Linked DNA regions of Mus musculus: region 1 is linked to region 2. A link is a contact called in public HiChIP or PLAC-seq data. All regions are on one chromosome and are shown on one strand. Each heading gives the region's core, a stretch centred on a gene start, on an enhancer-like site or on the middle of the called end of the contact. The rest is flanking DNA. Distances are from core to core; before and after follow the strand shown.

Region 1 (6,370 bases), core at 1,891-4,390, 480 kb after region 2:
AAGATCAGAACAAAGAAAACCCTGAATAGCACCAGCCAGCACACAAGCAGAGTCGCAGCCTGCCTTTCCTTCGACTATTTTGAACTTTCTTAGTAACTTTAGGATAGGGTGCTTTAACTCTCCCCCAGCTGACTAATGTTAAAGTTGAAGACCAGCCAAGTTGATCTGTCCCAGGTCATAGAGCCCATATGGCGGACCGGGAACTAACAGAATCCATGTGTTTAATCACTAGACTAAACTGTCCTCCAGAGACCTGACCAGTTCAGCCTGAGGCAGAAAGAGGAGGAGGCAGCATTTGAAGTCGGGAAGGAAGCACCCTTTCTTCCTTTATCCCTCTTCTCAACCCTACCTCTAACATAAGGCTTTCATCCCAGCTCTGCCCAGTTCTATAATCTCTGAGTCTAGTCCTCATGAATCTTTGGTTCCTTAGCTCTGATGAGAACTTTATTTTTGGATGTTTTACTTGGGTCTCTATTGCCTAGCCCCCCCCCACCCCCCAATTACTTTATAGTAAGGACCTCACATATTAAAACATCACAGTTTGTTGTTGTTGTTGTTGTTGTTGTTGTTGTTGTTGTTTGGTTGATTTGTTTTGGTTTGTTTTCTCTCAAGATAGGATGTAGCCCTGGCTGTCCTGGAACTCACTCTGTAGACCAGGCTGGCCTCAAACTCATAGATCTGCCTGCATCTGCTTCAAAAGTGTTGGGATTAAAGGCGCATGCTACCACTGCCCAGCTATCACACAGCTTATTTAAGGAAGACACTCAAACACTCAAAGCATAGTTCCAAACTTAATGTATCTCAGTGAACTTTGTGGTTATAGTTACAAGCTATGGGGCTCCAAGGAGGGTTTCGCAGCTCACTATCAATGACATCCCATGCTGTCTGCTTCCCTTTTAAAATACATGTTTAGGTTTATTGGCTGGTTGATCTCATGTGCATATGTGATTAGATACCACAGTGTGTATGTGAGGCTTAGAGAAGGTATCAATTTTTGCCCTCCACGTGCAGGTTACAGAGATGAAACTCAGGCTGGCAAGCTTGATGGCAAGCCCCCTTACCCAATAAGCCACCCACAGGCCCACCTTCTCCCAAGTCTGCATCCCTCTACCCTTGCTTCTCCTAGATCACTATTCTAAAGTTCCAAGTCTGTATTCCTTACTTCCACTCTAGTTTAATAGATCTGCCAGTTACACTGCTGGGTTTCAGACCGTTCCAATGCCCTCTGCTGCAATTCTAACCAGAACAGCATTTCCTCTCCCTGTACCATGCTAAGCCTGCAGTTCTTCAAGACATTGCTTGCTTCCCATCCTCTATAATCTTTCCCTCTTATTATGTCAGCAAGAATGTGTCTCCCATCATAACATGCCTTCTTCAAACATTCACTAAGTAACTGCTCCTTTGTGTAGTGCCCCAACTCACATAACACAATGCAGTGTAGACACTCAGAGCCTGATAACCTTAACTGAATGCTCGCTGCATGAATACAGTCTTCTGCCAAGCATTCCAGCAATCTTGGCTATGGCCACTCAATCTCCTTAGAGCTGATTAAAGACAAACTATAAAACTTATACAACCTACAGGTCTAGGGAGATGGCTCAGTTTGTAAAGTCCTTACCACACAGCCCAAGGACCTGAGTTAAATCCCCAAAATCCACATCAAAGAGTGTGTGCAACCATACTTACTTATAATCTCAGCACTGGGGAAACAAAGACAGGAGGATCACAGAAGCTCACTAGCCAGCCAGTGTGGCTGGATCAGTGCACTCAAGGTCTACTGAAAGGCTCAATCTCAAGGAAACAAAATGGACTGAAACTGAGAAAGATGCTTGACACTGACATCTGGTATCCACAGACATGCTCACACACACATAAGCACACCCATGCACTCACATATGCACAGACATGCTCACACGCACATAAGCACACCCATGCACTCACATACGCACACACATACTTATATCTGCTCATGAACATGACTATTGTCAGCAAAAGTTAAAAATAGCTATATTATTTGTGCAATTGGGAGAAGAGAGCTATTCCTCACAAAGAGACATACAAAGAAGCTAATATGAGGGAGAGAAGGACTGAGAGGAAGATGCAAGATCAAGGGAGATGCTGTGATAGTTGGGGTGAAGGTCAGAGGACTGAATTTGAGGCGAATTTAAAATAAGCAATTCATGCCCTTAGGGCTATTTGAAAATAGAACAGGGAGATGAAAATAAATTCTAAGCATATATTGAAAATGTATTTCAGTAAATTTGATAATCCTAAACTTATATTGCATGTTGTAACAAAGTTAATGATACCAAGTTTAGGGATTTTTTTTTCTTTTAGGTGCCTTTATTCACCATCTGATTTACAAACAGATATTTGAGCAGCTCTGACATTTGTTCCTATTGTTTTTAGCTTGTTTTTCCAATCATATTAACTAAGAGGGTTTTTTATTATTAAAAAGGAATCAAAACAATTAAATGTGAAGGCCACTGCTGCTCTCCAAAATTCAGCAGACCATTGCTAACGCACTGAAGTCAGGAAACAATCATGAGCCCTTCTCTTTATAGAATGTCTTTCCTCCTTGGGAAACTTCAAAGCCCTTTTCTGACGCTTGGTCTCTGCAGCTGCCAGGAAAGAAATGTGGCTCCACTTACCTCAAAGGGGGTCAGAGCACATGGGGGACCGGCTGGACCCACATCAGGCACGCCTCCCCTCCATGCCCAGGCTGCCTCCACTCCATCAGAGACCACCCCAGGGATCCGGAGTGGGGCTAGAAAATAGAAGAGTACAGGAGTGCCAAACCTCTCCCATGCACAGAGAGAGAGAGAGAGAGACAGAGAGAGAGAGAGAGAGAGGAAGGAGGGAGACAGAGACAGAGACAGAGACAGAGACAGAGACAGAGACAGAGAAACATGTAAGAGCGAGAGCAGCCAGATGCTTCAGTGATGTGACTCTGTAATCCTATGAGTTGTTGGGATAGAAAGCATGGCAGGTGAAGATGAAGCAATACATAGATAGGATGTGTGTCTTGGGCTAATCCCAGCAAGGACCTCACAAGAGCACACTATGGTGTAAAAGAAAATGCAGAAACAAACTACACTACACGTGGGCATGGTGGCTCCTTGAAAAGAGATGGAAAAGAGCAAGATAGGAAATTAAGTCAGGAGTTCTGGTCCTGACTCTCTGGCTGGGATAATCTCTAGCCACACGATTTCAGGTGGGGGGGGGGCTCTGTTCCCCTCCAGAAGGAAAGAATAAGTGATAATATTTATTCCACTCTATAGGCTAGAAAGCATCCCGCAGGCTCGTGTGAGATCAAGTGGCAAGCTACGGAGCTGGGATTGGTGTCAGTGATCTGCTAAGTTTGAAACCATGTGTTCTTTTTTTATTGTCATTATACCAGATTATTTCAGATACTCTGGCCCTTTCAACCATGTTCTTTCCAAAATTCTAAGATGATTCTCGTTCTGGATAGTTATCATACTTGGCTTCTAGCAGGAAAAAAGAGTCCGTATGTTCTATGAATCTTGGCAGAGAGACTAATAAAGAGCAGATGCTTAATATGCTAGGTATTGGAATAAAATCTTGATTAAAATAGGTGGTCCCCCCAAATCTCTTCGGCATTTCAACAAGTAGGAGGTAGAAGGGGGCCTATGACTGTGTGATTACTTGAATTATTTTCCAACAGCGAGAACATTGCTGACCTACAAAACAAAATAATTTTTAAAAGTCTACAAAAAAATCATTTTAAAGAAGCAGAAGTGCTCTGGTGATGTCACAAATGTTTGCATGTGTATGTATATAGTATATATGTGCATATATGTTACATGCATGTAAAATAGATAGCAGGTGATAGGTATGTAGATACATGATGATAGATAGATAGATAGATAGATAGATAGATAGATAGATAGATGATAGATAGATAGATAGATAGATAGATAGATAGATAGATAGATAGATAGATAGATAGATAATAAATGCATAAGATGATAGGTAGGTAGGTAGGTAGGTAGATGATAAATACATAAGATGATAGGTAGGTAGATAGGTAGGTAGATAAATAGATGATAAATACATAAGATGATAGATAGGTAGATAAATAGGTAGGTAGATAGATAGATAGATAGATAGATAGATAGATAGATAGATAGATAGATGATAGATATGAATTTCCACTCAGCCCTGGATCATCTTGCTTTTTTAGCCACTGCATTTGTCAGGGTTCATAAGTCCCTCATTCTATGGTGGGTAGAGGAAGGAAATGATATTTTCTGTATCTCAAACTAGCTTTGAAGTTGCTATGTAGCCAAGAGTGACCTGGAACTCCTCATCCTCCTGCCTCTACCTCCCAGGTACTGATATTGCAGGTGTACACTACCAAGCTAGCCTTAAATCTTTTGTTCTTTAGACAGGGTTCCTGAGTCTATGCCTGGATTCCACGTTCTCACTACTGTTACCTACTTCCAAGACCCCTGTGCAAGCTCCTCCTATTGCTTCTGACTTCTATATGGAAGAGTGCACCAGGACAGTCTCCTATCTGTCTATCTATCTATCTATCTATCTATCTATCTATCTATCTATCTATCTATCTATCTACATTATCTGGTTCATCCCCTCAGAAGTCACGGCTTTATGAGACATTTATACATTAGGTCCCAAGACATGTGACTCCAGTTCACCATCCCCTCTAAGTTCCTGGTTTGGACATCTAATTGTCTTCTCAACATCAGCTCTTGGAATCCAGTAGGCATTTCAAACTTGGCACATCTGAAAGATCATTCCCAACAGACCAAATCACTTTTCATATCATTATTTCATATCATTATTACCTGGAAAGCCCTGAAAGTCATTTAACACCTTTCTCCCCTCTCCCTCCCCCTCCCCTTCCTCCTCTTCCACATCCTCATCCTTCTCCATCTCCTCTTTTTCCTCTTCTTCCTCTAACCTATACTCATCCATCCACTGCATACGTCTAACTTCTTCTGAGCACACTTCAAGTTTGCGCCTGCCTTGTTCTTCCTCTAACCTATACTCATCCATCCACTGCATATGTCTAACTTCCTCTGAGCACACTTCAAGTTTGCGCCTGCCTCGGGGCTTTCTACTGTCTCTTTCTGCTCCTGGAACATGACTCCCTGAGATGCTCATAGAACCATCCCTCCAGATAACATGGGTCTTTTTACATGGAACCCCTTCAGAGAAGATGTCTGTAAGAACTATCCAATTCCACTCTCTAGTCTCCAAGATCAACATAACTGCAGACCTCTCTGCTCCTGTCTGGCAGGGTATCATTTTAATTGTTTTTGTTATTTGTCTGTGTATATTTATCCATAAGTGGGTTTGTTTGTCTGCTGACATGTGCGATTTGGGGCCTCATCCTCTATGTGTGACCTTCAGGGGTTCTTGTCCCTTGTTTGCCAGTGTGTTCCGGCATTTACAAAAGAGCCTGTGCATAGCAGGCACTTGGAACTGTGTGACCTGCACAGCTAAATCCTCTGTGATGCCTGAATGTTCTTCCTCTAACTCTGCATTTATCTTTGGTATCTGCCTATGAGCTTCTGTAAAGTTCACAGGATATATAGTTTTTATACCAACTACCACTTCGTTGTTAGTTAATTACTATTTTGCTACCATTTACCATAACCCTTTAATTCTCCCAAACACAGTCTATCCACTCAGACTGGAAAGAGTCACGGCACTATGCTCCACCTACCAATGCCGTCTGATTCAGCCTTAAGGAGAACGCTTTTCTCATCTCTGTCTCCTCCCAGTCCCTGCCCAGCCCAGCCCAGGACACATCTCAATACAGGACAGCAGCACAGCATCCCATCATGTGTTGTGGATCGGTTTGTATCTAGCGCTGTGTCAGTGACATGGTCATCCACGGGGAAACAAGCAAGACAACTCTCCTAGTGGAGTGGAAGGCTCCAACACTGTCACAGTGTGGACAGGACTGTGTGTCTGCATGCTGCTAGGGCCAGGATATAGAAAGAGAATTAAAGCCAGATTGGCTATGTCTAGAAATAGCCAGTGAACCATGCTCACAGACCTTTACTTGAAACAAATCAAAATTAGAAACTTAAAGATCATGCCAGGCTATTCTTAAACTACATAAAACTTTGGAAGTTTTGGAAATGATTTTTTAAAAATGCTTACAAGTCTTTCCTCCTAAAAATCCATTAAACAATGGAAAGAACAGTGTTAACTCACGGAGGCGGAGGTCCCACCAGTAGACGGCATTCACAAATGATTGACAGCAACAGTACTTCCCTGCGATTTACAGAAGCTGAATTTACATAATTGCATAAAGTGACTCAGAACTGACCTCACTTCTGAAAACAGGCAACAGATGGCATCAGGATGCTCTGCT
Region 2 (5,901 bases), core at 3,011-5,510:
TTGACTGACTTCTTGATGTGAATCAACTCCCACAGCCCTCAGGAAACCCCCAGTGACGAAATCACCTGATACCTTGAATTTGATAGTACTTTTTAGGCATCAAGCTTTTCTATGCTTTGAAAAACACATCTCTTAGAGCCAAGACAGATTTGTTAAGTGACTTGTGAAAACTTCCCTGTCACCTTTCACTAAATCTCAGCTCTTCAGTTCTCAAAGAATTGGATGGTGGAAGGAAGCACACCAAAGAGAGTTTATGTGAACAAACCTCACACCCTTCAGTCCGGCTGTGTTACAAGCTCTGTTCCTTCCAGAAATCACCAACTGTTGCTTTTGCTTCCATTGGCTTCCTCTTCCTTAAAATTAGTTTAGAAAATCGCCACTTTGATTTTTCATCGTTGTGATCACTGGACTTAATCCCCTGCTGTTGGGAAGGAAAGAAAATCTAAAAACAAACATTGTTATAAAAATACCTCCAGATATTGAAAAATGATTGCATAGAAAAGTATCCTGAATATATAAAGAAAAATATCCCTTTCACCTAAGCAGCATATTTTACTACTTCAAATATATAATGTAATGGCACCTATATATGCAAAAAAAGTTGTACAGACAGACATACCCCAGGAGAAAGGCAGGATATTTGTGCCCATCACTTATCTCTGATGGGCAGGATTGCCCAGGATTGAGGAGCAAAGCAGCCAGGTCAATACCCCGTTCTGAGAAGCAGCCTTCTATGATGTACAAGGAGCACCTGGGTCCCAAGAGACAGAAAGCATGGGACTGTTGGCCAGTGCTGGGGTGGAACACTGAAGAGAAAAGATCATAGACCCAGAATCTCTGGGTGCCTGCCCCAAGGCTGCAGTTTCATGTTGTGCAGACACACAAGGTGAGCCATGGCTTAAAAATGTTTTATTAACTTTTGCTTCAAGGGGGGTCACATTTACAGAGATTTATTCCTATGAATTGTTATACTTCCTCTATTTATTATGAGCTCTTGTTGCACCTAATTTAAAAAAAAATCATCTTCATCAAAGATGCAAATAAAAAGGAAAAAAAAGGCAAAGAGCAACAACAAAATCCTCAACCCACTGTATACATAAGATTTGGTACTGTCTCTTACGGTCACCTTGAAGAAACATCGTTGATAACTTCTAAAGATACAAGGTTTCATTTGGCTCACACTTTGGGAAGCTCCAGTCCAAGGTCAAGTGAATTAAATGCTCTGGGTCTCTGGTGACCATGCCAAGCAGCCGTAGCAGGAAAATACGGGCTAGGGTCCTGTGATTCCTTCTCAACCTGTCAAGACCCTTTTGCAAATCAAATGACTTTTTTTTTTTTTTAAACAGGGGTCACCTAAGAGCACCAGGAAGCACAGATATTTAGGGAATAATTCATAACTGCAACAAAACTACACTTATGAAGTAGCAACAAAATTAACTTATGGTTGGGGGTCATCATAACATGAGGAACTGTTTTAAAGGGTTGCAGCAGTAGAAAGGCTGAGAGAACCACTGCTGTAGAAAATGCCCATAAAGACCCAAGTACCACTCATAGAACCTAACTTCCTAAAGTCCTTCTCATCTCCAAACAACATCTCCTTAAAAACAAAGTCTTTGATACCTGGGTCTCTGGGTGGACATTCAACATTGAAACTACAGCAATATTAATATCTCAGTCATGCCCTGGGGTTATTGAAATAAAACCCCTGAGGAAAAAGAGGTCTACTAAATTAATTAATGTATTGAGATCTTCAGGTCATACATTCTAGGCTTTATAACTAGGTAGAAATGAAGATAAGGACAAGGGTAGAGAGTATCATAGGGAATTGGAATTATTCTATGTCAATGTAAGTTGTCAAGAATTTTCATAGTGAAACAGTATGCTTAATAGCCATTAAGGATTAAACCTACAGACCAACTTGATCTGGGCAACCCCCTCAATGAGACTCTTGCCAAGTGATTCTGGAGTTTGTTGAGTTTACAATGAAAACTATCCACAGCAAACACCATTCAAAGTTTATATAAAATCCATCCCTATCCTTTCTCACACTTGGGCTTTGACCTGTACACTTCATGTGTTTAAACCATAAGTAAAACTCATGTTTCAAAGTGCAGTGTTTCCACTTCATAGTAGGGGGAATACTGGGGTATTCTAACTAACTTTCCAACATCTTTTAGGGAGGAAACAGTGTATACCCATCTACCCTTCCTACCTTCCTATCTTTTTCTTTGTGTGTGTATGCACATGTGAAACATTTCAACAATGAGGATGTCTTCAGAAGTCTAAGATTTTCATCAAGCAAAGCCCTGTCTACACTTCTTTCAGCAGTAAATATCAAGGACATTCATACACATGTCAAAAGTATGTTTTAATCCTTTTTGACCACTTATGATGACATGTGAGACTTCACTTCCCAAGATAGGATCTACTTATGTTCTTATCTTTAATTCTATAATAGTTATGAAGCATAATTGTAATGAAATGGAGAGATTATCAGAGCTATTAATAGAAAATATTTGAGTAAGCAACTCCATTGTATATACAAATACACATATAATATTTAACTTGTCAAGGTATATAGTACAATGTTGAAATTCATCATTAGTGCCATCATTTTTATTCAGCCTGGTGGTGTATACATTTAGTTTCAATATTCAGGAGTAAAAGCAAGCAGATTTTTGGGAGTTCAACGTCACTCGCGTCTACATAGCAAGCTCCAGGCTACATAGGGCTATATGGTGAGACATCTTATAAAACAAATAACTTATACTGTAAATATATTTTAACTATTTTACTGTTTCTTCTATTTCTGTAGTGTTGATTAGCTGCTCTGAGATTTCACTCCTTCGTAACTCTTTGTCAGCTCTAACATTTTCATTCTCTCTCCTGTGTTAGACTTGCATGGTGTTTTCTCACTGGTCCGTTTTTAATGATTAATTCACTCACAGCCAGGTAGTGTTACATTTAACACATGGAACTGGGATTCAGTTACCTGTACTGTATCCAACAGACCGAAACAAAGGGATCCCTCTGTGCTGGCAGCCTTGCAATGCAGCTAGAATCTCCTGCCTCCCTCCCATGTGTAGTGTCTGAGACAGGCCAAGTTCACACCCCGCAGCCTATTCAGATGCATTGGACCCTGAGTTTAGAAGGCACTAACTTGCAGCATTCTGCCCTCCTGGCACAGTCCTGAAATTTCTAACAATTTTATCTTTGAAACTGTATTATGCCTATTTCTATTGGTAGGAGATTCACCTTGAGAAAAAGTGATAAATGATGTTTGGGGATTTTGAAAAGAAGCAAAACAATCATCTCAAAATCTTGGGCTGAGGCATAAGCTGTGGAATAGAAGAGAGGAGCAAGGTAAAGTGGCTTAACACTGTTGAGACCTTCAGAAAGCTTTTGTTGTTGTTGCTCTGGTTGTGGAGGTTTTGTCTTGTTTTGTTTTTCTCTTTCTTATAAAGGAACTCATGTATCCCAGGCTGGCCCCATTTTGCTATTTAGCCCAGGATAGCTTTGAACTTCCGATCTTATATCTCATCCCTACAAATACTTGGACTATAGAGGTGTTGTACTACCATATTTAGCATTTGATTGATATGTTTGTCATTATTTTTTTTTTATTTTTGTGCACTTTTCTATAGAACCATCTTCATCCATGCAATATAAAATGGGGAATAACTGAATAATTAAATCTAAGCAGAGTTAAAAGTTTTCTAGGAAAGTATAATACTGATCGTAAGGGCCCAGCAGAGTCTATAGGATGTAAGTTACATGAGAAAGAAAATGATTTGATCTCAGAACTGGAGCTAATGATGGGTCAAGTGGATTCAATGGTTGGATGAACTGTTTCCTTGGTTGGGCTAAAAAGAAGAAAAGTTGGAGATCTGTATGTAGGTATCACATGTGAGCAATCAACAGTGCTATTGCTAGTAAAATATGGACTGAAACAAGCCTAGGGTGCTGTGGAGGAATGGAGAGGTTCGCCCCACGTGAAACATGGTTTAGACTCAGTGTCAAGGGGAACTGGAGAATGTATAGTTGCGAAATCCATCCCCCAAGTAATAACAACAAAATTGAGAGGAGGAGATGACAGTGACCAGGAGAGGCAGTGAGCATTTGTGCCTGATTCTGAGCAGTTTCAAGGTGCCTCTGGCTGGTGGTGTACTGCATAACTGTCATTTTAACAGGACAGGCACAGAGGGAACAAAATCTCCTTCATGCCAAAATCTCCTTCATGCTAAAACAGATCAGGGATCTGGTGGAGTTGGGAAGTGAAGGATGCGTGTTCTCTTATCAAATAGTAAGAAGTAAATGGACGGGAGGAAATAGAACGGCTTTTTGTAATTTCAAAGTTCTTTGTTTCATTAATGCATTTCAATTCACTTAAAATATAGAGTCTGTCACAGTCAGGAAACTGGAAACAGTAGGTTGGATTCTTTCAGCCTCACTTTGTGTCCATATTATTTTCTACTGAATCACATCTGGTAAATTTGGGAGGATACAGGAATACATCAAGATCCTACTATTATACAGAACATTTTTGATCCAATCACATTATTGTGTCCTAGATAATGGGAAGGCAATTATCATATTCTCTGGTCGTGCAGCTAACAAACATGTCTTGCTGTGCATTGAGTGTGGAGCTAAATAAAGTGAAGTACAGTAACAGGCAGACTATTATGCTTGGCCCAAAGACTCGTAGACTCTGAGCAGTGATGCGGTATCATGGCAACTGGAAACACTTGCATCCGCCAACAATGCTACAAGGGCAAGAGCGCATGTACTATGTCTAGTCTTCAACCGAGAACATATTTATCTCGTAGCGTTCAATTTGCAAAGTCGAATTTCACTCTGGCTGTGGAATGCTGGGCTCCATCTGGATCTCAACATGTCAGAAAGGTCTACAGGCTCTGGAACTGGGTCAATGAAATCTGGGTCCCAGAACTCCAGGGACAGCCACTGTTATGAGGACACAGATGGTGGCACTGTCATCCAGCCTCTCTCTTCCGAGTGGCCACATTTCTAAAGCAGCTGTAAGAGAAAAGACCCTGTAAAGTAGATCACATGCTAAACTGCTTCTTTGTTTTGTATTTGTCTTTTGACTCTGTGTGTGTGTGTGTGTGTGTGTGTGTGTGTGTGTGTGTGTGTGTGTGTTTGTGTGTGTATGTGTGTGTGTGTTGTGTATGTCTGTGTGTCTGTGTGACTCTGTGTGTGTGTGTGTGTGTATGTGTGTGTGTGTGTGTGTGTGTGTGTGTGTGTGTGTGTGTGTGTGTTAGTGGAGATTGAACCCATGACCTAACACATACTAGGTAAATACTTTGCCACTGAGTCACATTCCCAGCCCCTTTTTTTTTCCAGTTTTTTTATTAGGTATTTCCTTCATTTACATTTCAAATGCTCCCCACACACACACACACACTTCCCTACCCACCCACTCCCACTTCTTGACCCTGGTATTCACCTGTACAGGGGCATATAAAGTTTGCAAGACCAAGGGGCCTCTCTTCCCAATGATGGCCGACTAGGCCATCTTCTGCTACATATGCAGCTAGAGACACTTCAGCCCTTCTTAGAATTGGGCACAAAACACGCCTGGAAGGAGTTACAGAAACAAAGTTTGGAGTTGAGTCAAAAGGATAGACCATCCAGAGACTGCCCCAGCCAGGGATCCATCCCATAATCAACCACCAAACTCAGCCCTATTTCTTAGCAGTGCTGTTCTCTAAAGCCAGAACAAAGTAAACTATCTGTGAGCGACAACATGCAGTCATATCCCATGCCTGGGTGTCCATGGTTTGTTATGCTCTGGCCATCTTGAGCTGTTGACCACACTGAAACACTAGGCAAAGCAAGAATCCAGTCCTTTACATCTGCTCAGATGTTCTGGATCATGGGCCA

What was found. HiChIP or PLAC-seq counts read pairs in DNA pulled down with a chosen protein or histone mark.
Region 1: a contact with region 2 is called in an H3K27ac HiChIP or PLAC-seq map of neural progenitor cells, with 6 times the contacts expected there. The contact joins the promoter of 3110015C05Rik here to the enhancer-like site in region 2. A contact is called at or near these places in 1 of 15 datasets of contacts at CTCF or cohesin (the NIH/3T3 cell line), 7 of 484 Hi-C or Micro-C datasets (LSK cells, cerebral cortex, cortical neurons and 2 more), 2 of 115 datasets of contacts at active chromatin or transcription factors (neural progenitor cells and stem cell-derived neural progenitor cells) and 1 of 9 other capture datasets (embryonic stem cells).

What each region holds. Positions count from the first base shown.
Region 1 is chr13:111,226,291-111,232,660 of GRCm38.p6, forward strand. 3110015C05Rik (RIKEN cDNA 3110015C05 gene) reads right to left here and starts at 3,141. Exons shown (of 3, transcript NR_045908.1): 1 at 2,652-3,141.
Region 2 is chr13:110,749,916-110,755,816 of GRCm38.p6, forward strand. No RefSeq gene overlaps it. Among named protein-coding and RNA genes, the nearest start is that of Gm33172, 69 kb to the left of the region's middle. Within about 2 kb of position 4,261, at least 15 of the 459 cell types and tissues checked have an H3K27ac peak or open chromatin away from gene starts, as enhancers often do. A contact at or near this core is called in cortical neurons and neural progenitor cells, where this site is marked.